Regions from separate parts of the Bicyclus anynana genome. Here region 2 is linked to region 1. Evidence: chromatin contacts called from public Hi-C data. All regions are on one chromosome and are shown on one strand. Each heading gives the region's core, a stretch centred on a gene start, on an enhancer-like site or on the middle of the called end of the contact. The rest is flanking DNA. Distances are from core to core; before and after follow the strand shown. Region 1 holds the start of LOC112053631. Region 2 overlaps LOC112046122 (hexokinase type 2).

Evidence for each region. Hi-C and Micro-C count contacts between places; a contact is called where the count stands out from the background.
Region 2: a Hi-C map of whole body shows a contact between it and region 1, with 2.2 times the contacts expected there. The contact joins the enhancer-like site here to the promoter of LOC112053631 in region 1. A contact is called at or near these places in 2 of 2 Hi-C or Micro-C datasets (whole body and whole larva).

Annotation. Positions count from the first base shown.
Region 1 is chr13:5,590,466-5,598,324 of ilBicAnyn1.1, forward strand. It overlaps LOC112053631, which reads right to left and starts at 3,306. Exons shown (of 2, transcript XM_052885039.1): 1 at 3,100-3,306; 2 at 1-2,383. The coding sequence starts at 2,374. The coding sequence ends at 122. It overlaps LOC112046122 (hexokinase type 2), which reads left to right and starts at 6,974. Exons shown (of 9, transcript XM_024082642.2): 1 at 6,974-7,194. The coding sequence starts at 7,174.
Region 2 is chr13:5,629,987-5,637,845 of ilBicAnyn1.1, forward strand. LOC112046122 (hexokinase type 2) reads left to right here. Exons shown (of 9, transcript XM_024082642.2): 9 at 3,297-7,859. The coding sequence ends at 3,386. Among protein-coding and RNA genes, the nearest start is that of LOC112046089, 9.2 kb to the right of the region's middle. Within about 2 kb of position 3,410, at least 6 of the 8 cell types and tissues checked have open chromatin away from gene starts, as enhancers often do.

The sequences.
Region 1 (7,859 bases), core at 2,056-4,555:
TCATCAAACATAATAATATACTCTTCGGGAGTTTCAGAAATTTGCAGAAGATCCACAGTTTTTACGATAGAATCTTCTGGTATGACATCCTTGTCGGTGACCCGTTTTGGTTTAATGAATTTTAAATTATCTTTACTTTGTTTTCCGACTGATTTGTAATATGATATAGCGTATGTTTTTTTATATTATCAATACTGTCTATTTTACCGATGTAATATTTCCATAAATTGCGTTGAAAATATCTAGTCAAAACTTTATCTCCTACATTGAAAGCTAATGAATCTTTATTTTCTAGTTCAGTCTTTTTTAGTATGTCGTTTGGTTTTGATTCTCTTTTATCTCGTTTTGTTTTGAAATCATCTTCATTTTGATCAATCAACGTTTTGAAATCATCTTCGTTTTGATCAATGACTTCTCTTTCATAAGTAGTCATTTCACTCACCAGATTTCTTTTTCCTTCTTCCTTTGACTCTTTGATGGTTTTATTTATTTTCTCTGTAATTTTATTGGGATTTTTACGATTTTTTATTACATTGGACATATTTTTATTATCTTTTTCTGCAAAATTATATTTTTGTAAACTATTTTTGTTATTTGTCATTTCAATATTATTTTCCTTATCAGTTTGGATCCAACTGCCTGATACATTGTCAAAAATGTCATCATTATCACTATCACTTAATGTATTAATATCAAAAATGTCTGAATCACTATGTGAGCTCATTTGAACAACGCTTTCACACGTGCTACTACCTGAAGCTAATCGCATTCTTTTCTTTGGCGGATTTTTCTTTGCAACTTTTTTTTTCTTTTTAATAAACAAATCGGTGTCCTTATCAATTTTGGTTAATTTTAATGGTACCATATTACTTATATTGTAGAACGCTTTATTATCTTTAGAAAATCTAACTTCTGAAAGAAGTTTTATTTTTGAAGGTTTAGGGGATGGTGGAGTGAAGGATAATTGAATTTCGTTTTCATTAATGTTTTCCATACATTCGTTTTTATTGTCCAAGTTATTTATTTCACAAACTTTTTTAGTGGGCTTTCTTTTGGTTTCAGTTGGTTTTTGGCTTATTATTGCATCTTCCCCAGAAACTGATTTCCCTGGAGTTATTTTCAATTTTTGGTTCCTACCTCCTAACATTGGTTTCGACTCTCTGGAAGCTTTCAGGTACTCTAGAAGAGTGTGATCAAATTTTTGCCTCATCTGTCCGGTCTCTTCAGGTATATTTTGAGTAACTTTTGATGCATTAAAGGGAAAAATTCCAGCAGCTTTAAAACCACTTTTTAAATTGTTCTCGTTACTTATTTGTAGTTTATCTATTAATTGTTTTAGTAGCTGTGGAAAATGACATTTGTTTATAGTTGCAGCATTTTGATTTGCTAGTTTATACTGCAGCAAAATCGTTCGCCAGTGTTTCTTCATTGGACCGAAAAATGATAAATCTAACGGTTGAGTGAGGTGAGTAGCGTTTCGCGGCAAAAACACAAATCTTATATTGTGTTCGCGGCATAGTTTTACAGTAGAAACGCTTATATGTGATGATAAATTATCGCCAATAATAACTTTTGGTCCATCTAAGCCAGTCGCCCAGAGTAGAATAATTTGTTCAAACCAGTCGTCGAAACATACCATGTCGAACCAACCTGATTTTGTACGATTGTATCGACAGCCTGAAGGACCATCTAGACACCAACGACTCCACAAATGCTCGGCCTTGTAGACTACGTATGGTGCCAAACATTTTCCATCAGCAGTGCCGGCAAACATAATTGAAACCGAGCTTTTGCTAGAGTTAACTACCCTTTCAGGGTGCTTTATTCCTTTTTTGAATATCGCTTTATTGCAACCAGGGTCGTCGCTCAGGTTAGTTTCGTCGTAATTGAGTAAATTCGACGGAGGTACATTTGCAATTTCAACTTCTAGGTGTTTGAAGTATTCATTTAACTCGGCAACGGACTTTGATGCGCGACTTTTCTTTATGTTCTGCGTTATACGTTGAGTCATTTTATGCCGTCTTAAAAAATTACGTGCCCAGCGTTCCCCGGGCATCTTTCCATGAAAAATATGTGATTTTCCATTATTTTCTAAGTGGTGATACACCACGATACGTAAATCTAATAAGGTTAAGGGACTGCCAAATTCAGCTGATACTTTCACAGTATCAGCTATTAGGATTTCTTCTTCTGCGCTTAGAAGTGTAGGATGACCTACAGCTTTTTGGTGATGATCATTGCATTTATTCAAAATTGTTCGCCTGGGTATGCCAAATTGCTTCTCTGCTTCGTATGACGATATTTTTTTTGATTTAACTAGATCCACCGCTACGTTTAACATTTCGGCAGAGTAATTAACGTATTGGCGAGGCATCTTCAATTACTACAAAAAAGGAAAAAAAATATGTAAGAATTGGATAATTTAATACTAGCGGACGCCAGCGACTTCTTCCGCGTAGAATTTTTTTTTTTAAAGTATTGTGTGTTAATTCATACTATAATCTATCTCTAGTTCAAATTTCAGGTGATTCGGTTCAGTAGTCGAGTGAAAGAGTAACAAACATTTACACCATCAAATTCATCAGGTTTTCGCAAATCTCGAGAGTCCATGGATGTTTTCGGAATAAAAAAGCATAGGTATATGTGTTAATCCAGAGTAAAATCTATTTCCATTCCAAATTTCAGCCAAATTGCTTCAGTAGTAGCGGCGTTAAAGAGTAAAAAACATCCAAACAAACATACATCCATACTAACTTTCGTTTTTATAATATTAGTAGGATAGGTACATAGATAGATTATGACATTAATAAAAATAGCAAACATTTTGACAACAAAAATTGAAAAGTTATTCTCCGTTTTAACTTAACTCGAATATGAAACCATGTGATTTGACTAGTTCTATCTTAAACTGAAAAGTAGCAACCCTAGCCCTAGGCAAAGTTTCGTCGCTCTTTTTTAAAAGGACAGCATTTTGATATTTTCTTAATTTTACATCAATAAAATCGTGTTTAAAGCGCAAATCTTCGATAGAAAGACGGAAGATGAGTTATAATATAGTATAAGTCTTTGAAATCAGTATAAATATAGTAAAATACTCACAAACTAAAAAGTTTTCGCACGCACAAATGACCGGCGGCCTCCATTTACCAATTTTTGAAGCTCACTGACAATTTACAAATATTATACCACAGACAAAAGTTAGTGTTGCCACGCGTTATAATAACTCGTCCAGTTTGGAAATGATAGATATAATACTTTACTAATAAAATGAAAAAAAACACAACAGGCAAAGTAGGGCTAGGTCGGCAAAGATGCGGCATCTTACGGTAGTTGTTACAAGTACGAGTAGATCAATAAATTCGTTGTAACTTAGCTCCATCTATTTAAAATGTCGTTAACGATTTCGTCATTGTGATCGTGACTTGTAACATTGAATATCATAGTCACGGTAATGATACTGACTGTTACAGTAAGATGGCGTAAGCGAGACTCGGGAGTCTCAACCTACATCGAAGTTACGTAATAGACATAGAGAGGGCGTTACGTGGCGTTACGACTAACAAAATATTGCGATATTATAATAGATAATATAATATACCAACCAAAGATTTTATAATAGAGATATGTCTAGCGCGTTAAAACTGAGGTGAACAAAAGCGGCAAATTGTCTTAATTTCATTGAGTCGCATACACAGAATAAAGAATGATACAGAATGAGTCTTTGCAAGCAGCGCGGTGAGGCCGGTGAAACCCATGTACAAACTTTTTTCATAATATATTTTCATATATTTCAAGATTTAACACTAACATCAATTACGTTAATCTAATTAGTCACTAAATCTTATTAGGCTAACGCGATTTTCTTGAATAATATTGAAAATTACTCATGCGACGTATTGAGAATACCTATATTAGTTTTTTTATTTGTATTTAGAATGTCTACATCACTGTCGTGTATTACAATGTCGAGTTGTTTGTTTGTTTTATATAAACGTAAAGTATAATGTAAGTAAACACAAAATTGTACATGTGTGTGCTCAGTAAAGGCGCTAAATTCGGATCACTTTTTGCGGTGATTTTATAGTCATGAAACATGTCTACAGTATAAAATGTCGTTGGATAATACAACACAACTATTTGCTTTAACTATGATAATAATTCAATACAAATTATACATTACATTACTATAGTTAATTAGATTGCCAATCATTTGAACCTGTTTAGCAATAAAGTAGATAACATAATATAATCTATTTGTCCAGTTATCATATGAACTGTAATATTATATATGTTACTAGCGGACGCCCGCGACTTCTTCCGCGTGGATAACGATGTTAACATTTAAACCCTATTTCACCCCCTTCTATTTATATTTTTATATGTTTTATAGGTATATAATAAATAATGCACTAATCATTTTACAAAACTATAACTCAAAAAATTAACGATTTATATTAATACAATTTCCATCCCTTATTTTTAGTATTTTTCTAGTAGGTAGTACAAATGTAATTTGAAAAATGAAGGACTTTTCATACAAACTTTCAACCCCTGTTTCGCCTCTTTCTGATTTAATTTTCGCGACAAAAGCTTCTACGTTATTAAGGTCTCAAATCGTGACAAGTTTCATTTAAATTCATTCAGTAGTTTTAGCGTGATCGGGCATCACGCTGAAACTACTGAATTAGACATTCAGTACTTTCAGCGATCATGATCAGTCAACAAAAATAAGGACAGACACAAAAAATAAATAAAAAATATTTTTGGCTTCAGTACAAAATATCTTCAATGTACAGACTTTGACCTGTTACACTTTTATTATAAGTATAGATAGATTACTCAGGCCACCACAGAAGATATATGTAAAAGCATAGTAAGTGCTAGAACTAAGGTTGGGCTTACTGGAAAAGTCATTAGGTACGAGCATAGACTGAGAGCCTACGATAGCCAGACGTACCTCATTTCAGGAAGGCTTACAGTTTATCAGCCCACGCTTCTATTCACGCTTCGGTTTTAAGGCTCCAAATCCTTAACTATCCAAGTATAGAACGCATTTTTTTTGATATTTTGTATTCATGAGAAATCATGTCTCCAGTCGCCAGAGCTTTGATTGTGGCAAAAGATTTGCTTACTAAACTATTACTTAGGCAAGCGCTTGGGTGCAATCATGCTTGCCTAGAACATGCCCATTCACTCTTGACTTGAAAATACCCATGGTGGTATAGAAAACAGAAACTGGAAGGGCATTCCATAACTTCGCAGTGAGGAGCAGGATCGAAGAGCCGAAATGCATGGTCATCTTTACGTTACGTTTGGATGCAGACCTCTTCGATGCCTATTTCGATTCGACTCTATGATAAAAAGGTGAAGAAGGACTAGGACTAGGAAGAAAGTAAGTACTAAATCAAAAAGTTCCTGGGCGCACTCTCCGAATAAATCCTGTAGAAAAACGTTGTTTTCCCATTCTCTAGGAACCCAAGTCACTCTAAAATCCTCAGATTTTTTAAATGTGTACATTTTAGCTATTAACCTACTCCTCTATATGTTGGTCTGGTTGAGTACCTATATCTGAACATGATTTTTTTTTTCTGTTGCCCTAAGCCTAAACGTACCTATCAACCGGAGCTCATATTTGGTGGAGGTCGGTACTCAACAACATGCAAGGTGTCCTGCCTTTAGTTAATCTGCCGGGCTTGAATAAATCCCTCTTGGGCTCCCCTACTATAATAATTTCTACAAATCTAGAATAACAAGTGGGTACCTACGAGTATATGGGTAGGATAAAAATTTGTACGGATTAAGATAAAGCATGTTTGACATTATTATTTCACTTGTTGTTTTATTACTTTATCCGTTGTCGTTTTTTTTTAATCCACGGAAAGCTTAAACAAGGATAAGGTACCTAATGATAAAATAACATTAACATTAATTTTGCATAGCTCTTTGTTACTAACCTATTTACGTGTAAAAGTCTTCGTTTATTTTTCCCTGTTAAAAGAAAAATGAAAATCTATACAAAGAAAACTTTTGTTAACGATTTTGTTCCATCTAGGTATTCTTGTATGTTCTAACACCTATTCACTTACTTAAAAACGAATATTTGTTTTATTTTAAACTAGCCGATAGCCCGCGGTGTCTCCCGTTCTCGTAAGGTTGGGGGATGAAATTTTTATATTTTTTTAAATTTTAATTAATTTTCATCACGGTTTATTATGTAAGAGCGGAGCCTTCTGTCACATGAGTTTACAACTCTTATACAGAAGCCTAGCCTTTAATTATTATTTGTTACTGATTGATGTTACCAAAATAAATTATTTTATTTTTTTATTTTTAAAAAAACACTCATTAAATATTAAAAATTAACGTGGCTTTCTAGAGGTAAAAGATTTTTAAAAATCGGTCCAGAGATTAACCCCTCTACAAAACCTTGAACTTTATACCTCTATATAATTTTAGTAGGTAGATATAGATACTAGATAGCCTCTTATTAGTGCGCATATAATACCTTATTTAATGTAGTTTAATGATGTTAGTAAATATTATGTGTTGGGTATTTACTGGGGGATGATAGGAATCAAATTAATTATTTATTTAATGGGTCATAAAATTTATTGAAGATAAGTAAAAGCTATCGTAGTAAATAAGATAGATAGGTTACTCGAGTCGATAATAAAACGCAATAGTAAATAATTCAATAAACTAAATGTAAACAATTACATAACACGTGGTTATATCTGCGTTCTCAAAGTCAATAGTCCATTCCTAGTTGGTAGCAGTCCAAGTAACATTATTATAATATCTAAACGTGCCAAAGAAAATCTACACAAACCCAGTGGAAATAATAAGACGGTGCCTATAATACAAACTGTGCTAGGTATTACACTATCGCTCTAAGAAACAACAGTGTCTAAGAAAACTCGAGTAAAATAGTATAGGCACATAACGCCCCCCTCACAATAATCGATATAAGAATTATTGTCTTTAATGTTTATAGAGTGCCAATATAATTGCGGCAATTCACGGTGTCAATTTAGATAAAGATTGTTATTGTGTAACTGAAGATAAAAGGATTTTATTGACAGGAGGCTATAGAAAGACGTGTGGAAAATATTCTAGTCATTACGCTTTCAAGTGTGGTACTCAGTGACTGTATTTAAAAGGCGGAAAACTACAATGGATTTGGTGGATTTCAAGGTATGCAAACATTTTATTATAATCTCATAATTACAAGCGAACCGTGAAAATGTAGTAACAATTCGTGCTGAAACTTGACAAGTCTGCAGTAAATAAAGAAAATGATTACGTAATATTTGCACACACTCAAACACTAGTACTATATACTTTATACTATAGTACTAGGTAGGGATTTGCTTATAGTTATCGTAAAAATATGTTCAGTATAAGAAGAAAAAAATGTAAAACCGTTAATAAATTAAATTAAATGAATCCCCTGCTCTAAATTAATCATCTCGCAAAAAATAACTCTTTGTAAGTATTTATTATTTAAAGTGATAAGCGATGCTATTTACAAAAATAAATAACTGCCAGCCAATAAAGCTTTTATATCAGAAATTTCTTTCTTGAAAAAAACTGAAGATAACACCGGATAGACTTATCCGATATTCATAGAAAAGGCCCGTTTCCCGGTTCCCGGCCAAAAATCGATTCATCCATTTGATATATTTACGACATAACAGTCAGACATACAAATACAGAGAGAGCCTTTAGGTCATTGCAATCAGTGCAGAAAATCATAATTATTAATTTAATTTTGGAAAAAAATCCATTATAATTTTCCTGAAACTACGTTAGCATTTCAATATTCACGTGCTCTACCACCTGAGTACACTTGGGTCTAC
Region 2 (7,859 bases), core at 2,160-4,659, 40 kb after region 1:
GATGACCTTAAGCATACCTCATACTTGCTTACTTTCAATTTTGTTTATGCAAATTAGTACACATGTAATGAAAAGTAGCCGCACCGCCCAGAACTCGTCTCGCAACTATTAAGTTCAAGGTTATCCTATTTTAAAAAGATTTACTACTAGCACCTTTTATGTCTTTTTCCATTTTTGTGTGTGCTTATATGTGAGTAGGAACAACCCACATATAAGCACCATTGCAAACTTATTTTTTATTACTGCTTTAACACTTTCCGCGTTACCCAGTACCAGTAAACTAGGTAGTTACTATTTCCTGATAACTGTTACCTACGCTAACCTCGGAGAGCGCGTTATATGACCATATAACATACTTTACAGTTCAAATATGCCACTTTCTGAATACATTATAGTCATAGTTTCTAAAGGGATAAACTGATTTTTACGCCTTTTCAGTGGCGAGGCTAGATCAAAATTTAGACGTATTATTATCTATTTGTTCATTTTATCTCTTACTATCTCATCGTTTTAGTTGGGTCGATTACCGTGAATAACGCGATGTCATTTTATTATCTCGGTGGTCGAATTTTGCTTTAGTTAAGTATCACTATTATCAGCCTATTTTAAAAGCTTAATATTTCGTAATCCAACCCAGGTTAGCCATGTCGCCGAATCTCTTTCTACAAACGCTAATGGGAATGACAGATTTTGTGACTTGTCGATAGCAAAAGTCATTCACATACATTTTCCTAGTTTTCGAAGCGTTTACGATCGTAGAAAGAGAATCGACGTGCCACTTGGCTACAGGGACGGACTTCGTGATCTAAAGCCACATAGACTAACCGCTGGAGCAAGGTAGTCAAGAAGATAAATAGTTAATAAGAAATATCCTTAATCAAAACACATTTATAACACCTGCATGAATTCAAAAATTCAAAATTTATTTATTTCAATTAGGCTCAGTTTACAAGCACTTTTAAAGGTCAGGTTTATGTCATAATTTAATTTAATCTAATGGTTGTAATAATAGTCGAAAACTTAAAATTAAAGTTACGAGGGTTCCAAACGCGCCTTGGTCCGAGAAGAGCCCACAACAAAGTCAGCCAAGGTTTATTATTAACATAACGAGAGGTACTCGTAGGTACGAGTTAACTGTATCAACTCGTAAATTACGTCAAGTACTCTCATTCGCTTTAAATAATATTACAATCATTTCTAATTATATTAATTTGCCAATTTTAATAAATAAGTTGATACCTGTCTATGTTAAAAATCTCAAAAGACTAGTTTCATGTTTAAATTATTTTTCATCAACGTCCTTTATTGTAATCCAAATATTTAATATTCAATTAAGGTTATGAACTTATTTACTCGTAAGCAGCTCATATTATGTAGCTCATACGTATTGTTGATAAGAGCCAATGACACGCGACGGGCGAGCCCCTTTTCGATACCAACGTTTTAGGTTAACCAAACGGCCCGTTTAAATTTTATCTCTGAATAAAATAAAACATAAAAGTTAGTGTTCTGTTATTAATTAGCTAAGTCCGAAAAGACCTACATTTAATCGCCCCTGCTAACAATATATTATTTTATTTTAAACTAGCGGACGCCCGCAACTTCGTCCGCGTGGAATTCAGTATTTCACAAAGCCCGCGAGAACCATGTAGGTATTTTTTCGGGATGAAAAGTGTGCCTATGTGTTAATCCAGAGTAAAATCTATTTCCATTCCAAATTTCAGTCAAATCGCTTTAGTAGCCGCTGTAAAAAAGAGGAACAAACATACACACTTAGAACAAACTTTCGCATTTATATATTAGTGTGAAGTGTGATATAAACATATTCCCGGTTTCCTTGGACTAGTCAGAAAATACTGTGTTAGGAGTGGGTACGACATTAGTCCACCGGACGTGGATCGAACCACCAACCAACTCTCGGTGAAAAGTCAGGCCCCTTTAGGCTTCAAGCATATTGCGAGTATATTGCCGAGTGACTATACACTTTTTGATTTTGAACAAAACACACCCATTATGACGCGGTTTGTTATCTGAGTTCACTAACCTTATCTCTAAATTATTTAATGTTTATCACAAAATTAATACTGCAAAGTATAAGCACGTCACGTACCTACTCATTTGCTTAAACACCATTACTGTTCAGATTCGTCAAATAATAATTGAATAACTGCCTCATTAGTGAATTATTATTTCAAGTCAGCCAAAACCGCCAATCCGCATTTGAACGGCGTCGCCATACGCCAATATGAGCTTAGTTTGTCCTGCCTTTGAGAAATTGCAGACTATGTCACGCTCGAGCATGTATCCAATCTATTTTGAGACAAACTATCACTTAAATATTTCTAAAATTAATACAATTTTATGACTAATGTAAATATTACGTCCAATAGAGGAATATTTGTATTCTCTCATTTATTTATCTTCTTTTTTTTAATTTTTAACAATGTTATACATACAAAATATACAAAACACTACTAAAACTTTAACCCTCCCGCTGCGGACATTTGAGTGCCCAAGCAACCGGTGGTCAGGGCTCTAGAGTGAGGAACCTCCTCACAACACGCGCCGTCTCAAGAATCACTGCCTTCTGTATCCGACTCTTGATCCAACAGTTAATCAAAAGCTTCTTAAGGTGTTGGTCGAAGCTTTTCGCTATAAGACCATTGACTGAAACGACTATTGGAACAATAATAGTTGACTCAACATTCCACATGGAGATAATCTCGTGAGCAAAGTCCAAGTATTTAGATACTTTTGAGATTTTATTATTATGAAAGAATAAGCAGTGGCGGAGCAAGGCATGCCAAAATTGCGCACCGACTGGCCAACATGAGAAAAATAAATATGAATATCTTTTTTCCTCGCGTTCCTAATAGCGAATAATTAGTTGGGTTATGTATAAAAAAATGGTACGGTATAAATTAAAATGATGACGATAACAAAAATAACATTTAAATACATAGACATTGAAAGTTTCATTCGAGAAAATATATAAAACTAACAGATTTTGTGACGATTTCTGTTTGTTCACTCCGAGTCGCATAAAAGAACTTTGTTCCAATATTCCATATTCCATATTGATGCATGCATGTTCCATAGCCTCAATAGCTCAACGGTAAAGCGGTCGGACACATCACCGAGGGGTGGTGGTTCGATCCCCGCCCCGTTGGTCTATTGTCGTATCCACTCCTAACACAGTCTATGCCGACTAGTTGGAGGGGAATGGGAATATTGGTCAAGATATGGCAAATATTCTTTTAAAAAAAATATGTTTAATTGTGTAATGTTTATTTCAGTTCGACCTGATGTTGTCGGAGGACGGCAGCGGTCGCGGCGCGGCGCTGGTAGCTGCGGTGGCGTGTCGAGAGCGCGAGGTGCAAGCGTAGAGCCAGCGTACAGCCAGCGCCTCGCACTGTAGCACTGACCCGAGCCTCAACCTACAGTACCTCATGCACAACCAAGGTGGACTATACCCATAGTCGTTTAGATCAATTTTTAAAAGCCATCGTTCGCACTGCACATTAAACTTCGCAAAGCGTCGCGATTCAATAATAAATTCAGTTTAAAATTCAACATTACAATGAAAATTATTTGTTGTTGCGATGCGTGTAGTGAATAAAATTACAGATATTATTATAAGTAAAAAGATATACATAATTTATGTGGGCTCTTAAGGACAGTGGCGTAACATGGTCGTGCGCGGCATACTAAAGAGGGCATCAGCAAGGGCCCTCCCTCAATTCCAAACGGCGAATACCCACGCTACGGCACTGGTTTTAAAACTCAACTCAGGCATTACCCGCGTTTTCATGTTCTGTGGTCATACCGAAGAACTGGTTAAAAGGACTTTGAAAATTAAAATAAATGATATTCAGTGATTCACCAAAATGTACTTCTCATATTATTAGGTTCCTATATAATGTAGGTAGATACCTAATTAATTAATATTTATATTATTAGGTATTATTTAATTATTATTTGTATATCTGTGTATTTTAAATGGGTGTATAACCTGAAGTAAAGAATTATTATTAATATTATATCAACCTATTTATAACTTTTTACTTATAATATACACACTTTTTACTTATAACATACTATCATAATATTTTTAAAATGTAAAGTGTCCGTGCGTACGAAAGCCAGCGGCTTTGAAATTAAATAATGAAAAATTGTTTCGCAAGAAACATTTGTATTTTTGTACAAAATAGAACGATTTATTATGTTTTTATTATTAATTTATTAAGAGGTGTTATTAGTTAGGCTAAGTGGCGTTAAAAGTGCGATAAATCAAAAATAGACTGTTAATTATGTATGTACCTAGGTACATAATACCAGAATGCCTATGGTTTGCTGTTACGTGTAGGATATTAGGTTAGACCTGTGGCCTTTCTGTAAGTTTTCAAATAAACAAAATATTACATCGGCGTAAATCCATCATTTTAATCTATATATCTAATAATTCTATATCGATTAAGCTTTAATCATAAAGTAACGCCTTAGTCACGTGAGCAAGTAAAAATATGTATTTGGATGTAAATTACCATTTTTTAACTAGGCGATTTACGTAAATGCTTATTTTGAAACGTGACAGTAGCGGTAATTTCAAATATGTTAATTATTATCATCAAAACGATTGATATATTTAGATTTAGATTGATTATAAAATTAAATAAACATCGATGTAACTGTTTTACCTATAATTTGAGAACTTACTGTTTAGGGCACTATACTACTAAAGACATACTAAAGACATACTCGTTGTGCATTGTTTACCAAAAAACAAATCGCTAGTCATTTCACATCTAACAATAATTAATTGTTCTTAAATTAATGATAATAAAGTTGATTAATAAGCTTAGAACAATGAGATATAATTTTGAATGAAATTGTATCAAAAGTAATACATATTTTAAATTAAATAAGTTATGAAATGACATGCATTTTATACCTTCATTTTAATTTGTTCGTAGGTAAACAGTAACTTCGAGTAAGGCTTTAGTATAGTCATATGTATATGTTTATAACTTTATATATTAGTAATTATAAGGTGTTCCCACTGTGCTTGGATAGACAGTTTATCTGTGGGCTTTCTTGTGGATACAAATGATTGATTATAACTGCAGTCTTCTTTAAAAATGTTTTATAATTTATTTATTACAAAAATGTCTTAGATTTTTGTTGTTGTTACTATATTTAAATGAGTTGGATAAATTAATAAGTAAATACTTACTTGTTATATTATATAAAAAAAAATACTTATTCTGGGTATAGGTAGACAAGATTTTACGAAGTTTGTACTTATTGAATTATTGAGTACATTAGAATAATCTAGTCACAATTAAATTTAATAAGGTATTCAGATCCAAAACAATCTTAAAATATTCACACTTTACACAGGATAATGGCATCATTAATTCAAGACTGATTTAAAATGAGACCATCCACGGCCAATCCATTAGATCCTACTTACTTTTTACATTTTTCATGTTACGCGCCAAATTTAAAAGCTAAGAACGCCAGGCTATTGGCTGATATTTACAATACTTTGTCATAATGTAATATAAATATGTCTGGGCTTTTTCAACATTGTCCAACCATAGGAGTTGGCTCGTAACATTAATGCGTCCAGGATCTTACAGTCAATCCGTTCCTGCCACATCTGCATTTGCCTATTTTATCTCTGCCAGCATGCAGTATCTACTATTTGGGAACTGGTATGTTTAGTTTATTTCACGAATATTGTAGGTTTACCTACCTACTACCTGCTCACAAATTGTAGTAGTGCTAAACGTATTCAAGTAACAAATACATTTTTTGTGGAGAAATTTTCATGAACTTTCTCCCCGCGGAAAGGTGAAAGATATTTCAGACTCATAAGGACTAAAACCCTACAATCTTCGAATTCGTTATCTGAACCAAATTGTATTGGTGAGATAGAATTTCTACTATATGACAATATCGGTAGAAATTCTAATATGGTTCTATTTAAAGAGTAAAATCGTATAGAATGTGCTCATATATCTTTATTAATTTAAAAGCAATACTATTGTAAGGGCGCTAGAGAGGCTGATTTAAATAAAAGCGGTATTCTAGTACAAAAATATTTTTAAAAATCCCGACATTAAGTGGTACACCCTCATCAAAGTCAACTTTCGAACAGAAAAAGTACATCGAAATTGTTTATTCGATCCGTTTGTGAAGTTTTGACGGAAGGCATGGACACAGTATTTTTGGGTCAAGCGTTAAAAACTTTAATTATGTATATGAAATATTATTAACTTGGCGTTAAATTATTTACCCTGTTTAACGCCTGAAGAATAACTTTAATTGGCAGTGTTAACATGTTTGGAAAAAAAAGTTGAAATTATATGAATGAGCCTGTCGAAGTATGAACATTTATTTATTTGATATTTCATGTTATTTATAAGAACTGGTTATGTTTTCTATGAGCTAATTGAGTGCGAAATTCTACCCATTGAGTAATTAATTAGTTAAGTGCAAATTTAGCAATAATGTAGGAATCTCGGTAAGTTTGCTGGCAATAACGCTACATTAGAATCATTAGATCATTCCATTAATAAAAAAATTACAAGGTACCTACTACCTTCATTTTAATTTGTGCCACATGAAGGCGGACTATTACGAAATTAGATTTAAATTAAGACTATTATATTAATTATGGAGAGTTCTTATTGTAGCAGGTGCGGATTGCGGTTGGACCAGACTAACTAGTTGTCTGTTGAAGATTGAAAAGATTTCGTTCTAAATTGATATTAAAAATGAAAACAGTGTATTTTTAGTTTCAAGTAAAAACTTGTGTGTTCATCAGTGAAATTTAAATTCAGTATAAAACGTGTTTATGATTATCAGGAATTGACTGAGGTGTACCTGTAAGATCAAGTAAACGGCCTTAGAACCTGTGCCTGATTTCTCGGCTATAGAATCGAATTCTTATTAAAGCAAGAGTCTATAATTACCAGAATAAGCCTACTCCGACGGAACTCTCCATAACATGTTGTTAGGTACTTTTTGATATGTGCCTATATAAATCTTATACTTAGTTTTATTTAATATATTAACATACTAAAATCAGTTCTCTTATTAATTTTTTTTTTCGAAAATTTAATGACTGACTGATTTTTTTTTGTTTTAGATTTAGACATCTACCTACTAAGTGAGTTTTTAAATATATTACTGTGATAGAACTAGGACATACTGTAAAAAATATAAATACTTTAATTTTGTGATTTTCCGAACGGTGTTGCCTACGAAGGTGTGCTGGAAACGCATGGAAAGTAGCGGGTTTGATGCCCGGGAACACATTTTAATTTTTTTATAAGTTTACCTCTAAACAGCGTAGACTATGTAATTCTTTCGTGTTTCTGTTAAATTACAAGGTGATGGTTGATATTAAATATTTATACCTACGTATCTGCCTACAACCATTAATAATGGGGGTAGGTATGACAAAGACCTTACTACTGGATATTACAGCTAGCTACCCACGGTCCGATAAACCCAAATGCCTACAGCGCTGCCGGCATGACACGTCCGATAAAGTATGCAACGTGTGTTGTCGCGATTTTTGCTTCAAGTCGAGCCGTCATGTACATCGTGACAAGCTAAGCATGTGGGTATATTGGACCGTGTGTGTTTATATTAGATTTTGTAAAAGGAGTAAATACCGAAAATTATAAATATATACAGGAACAAAACATCGCATGCTTAATGCACTTTGGTTCAATTAGATATTTTTTTATATATTCTACCGACCGTACATACGATATTAGTTAATTATATTACATCATTTTATAGTTCCTAGTTTAAATAGGTGCATTTTACTTTTAAGATTTGTA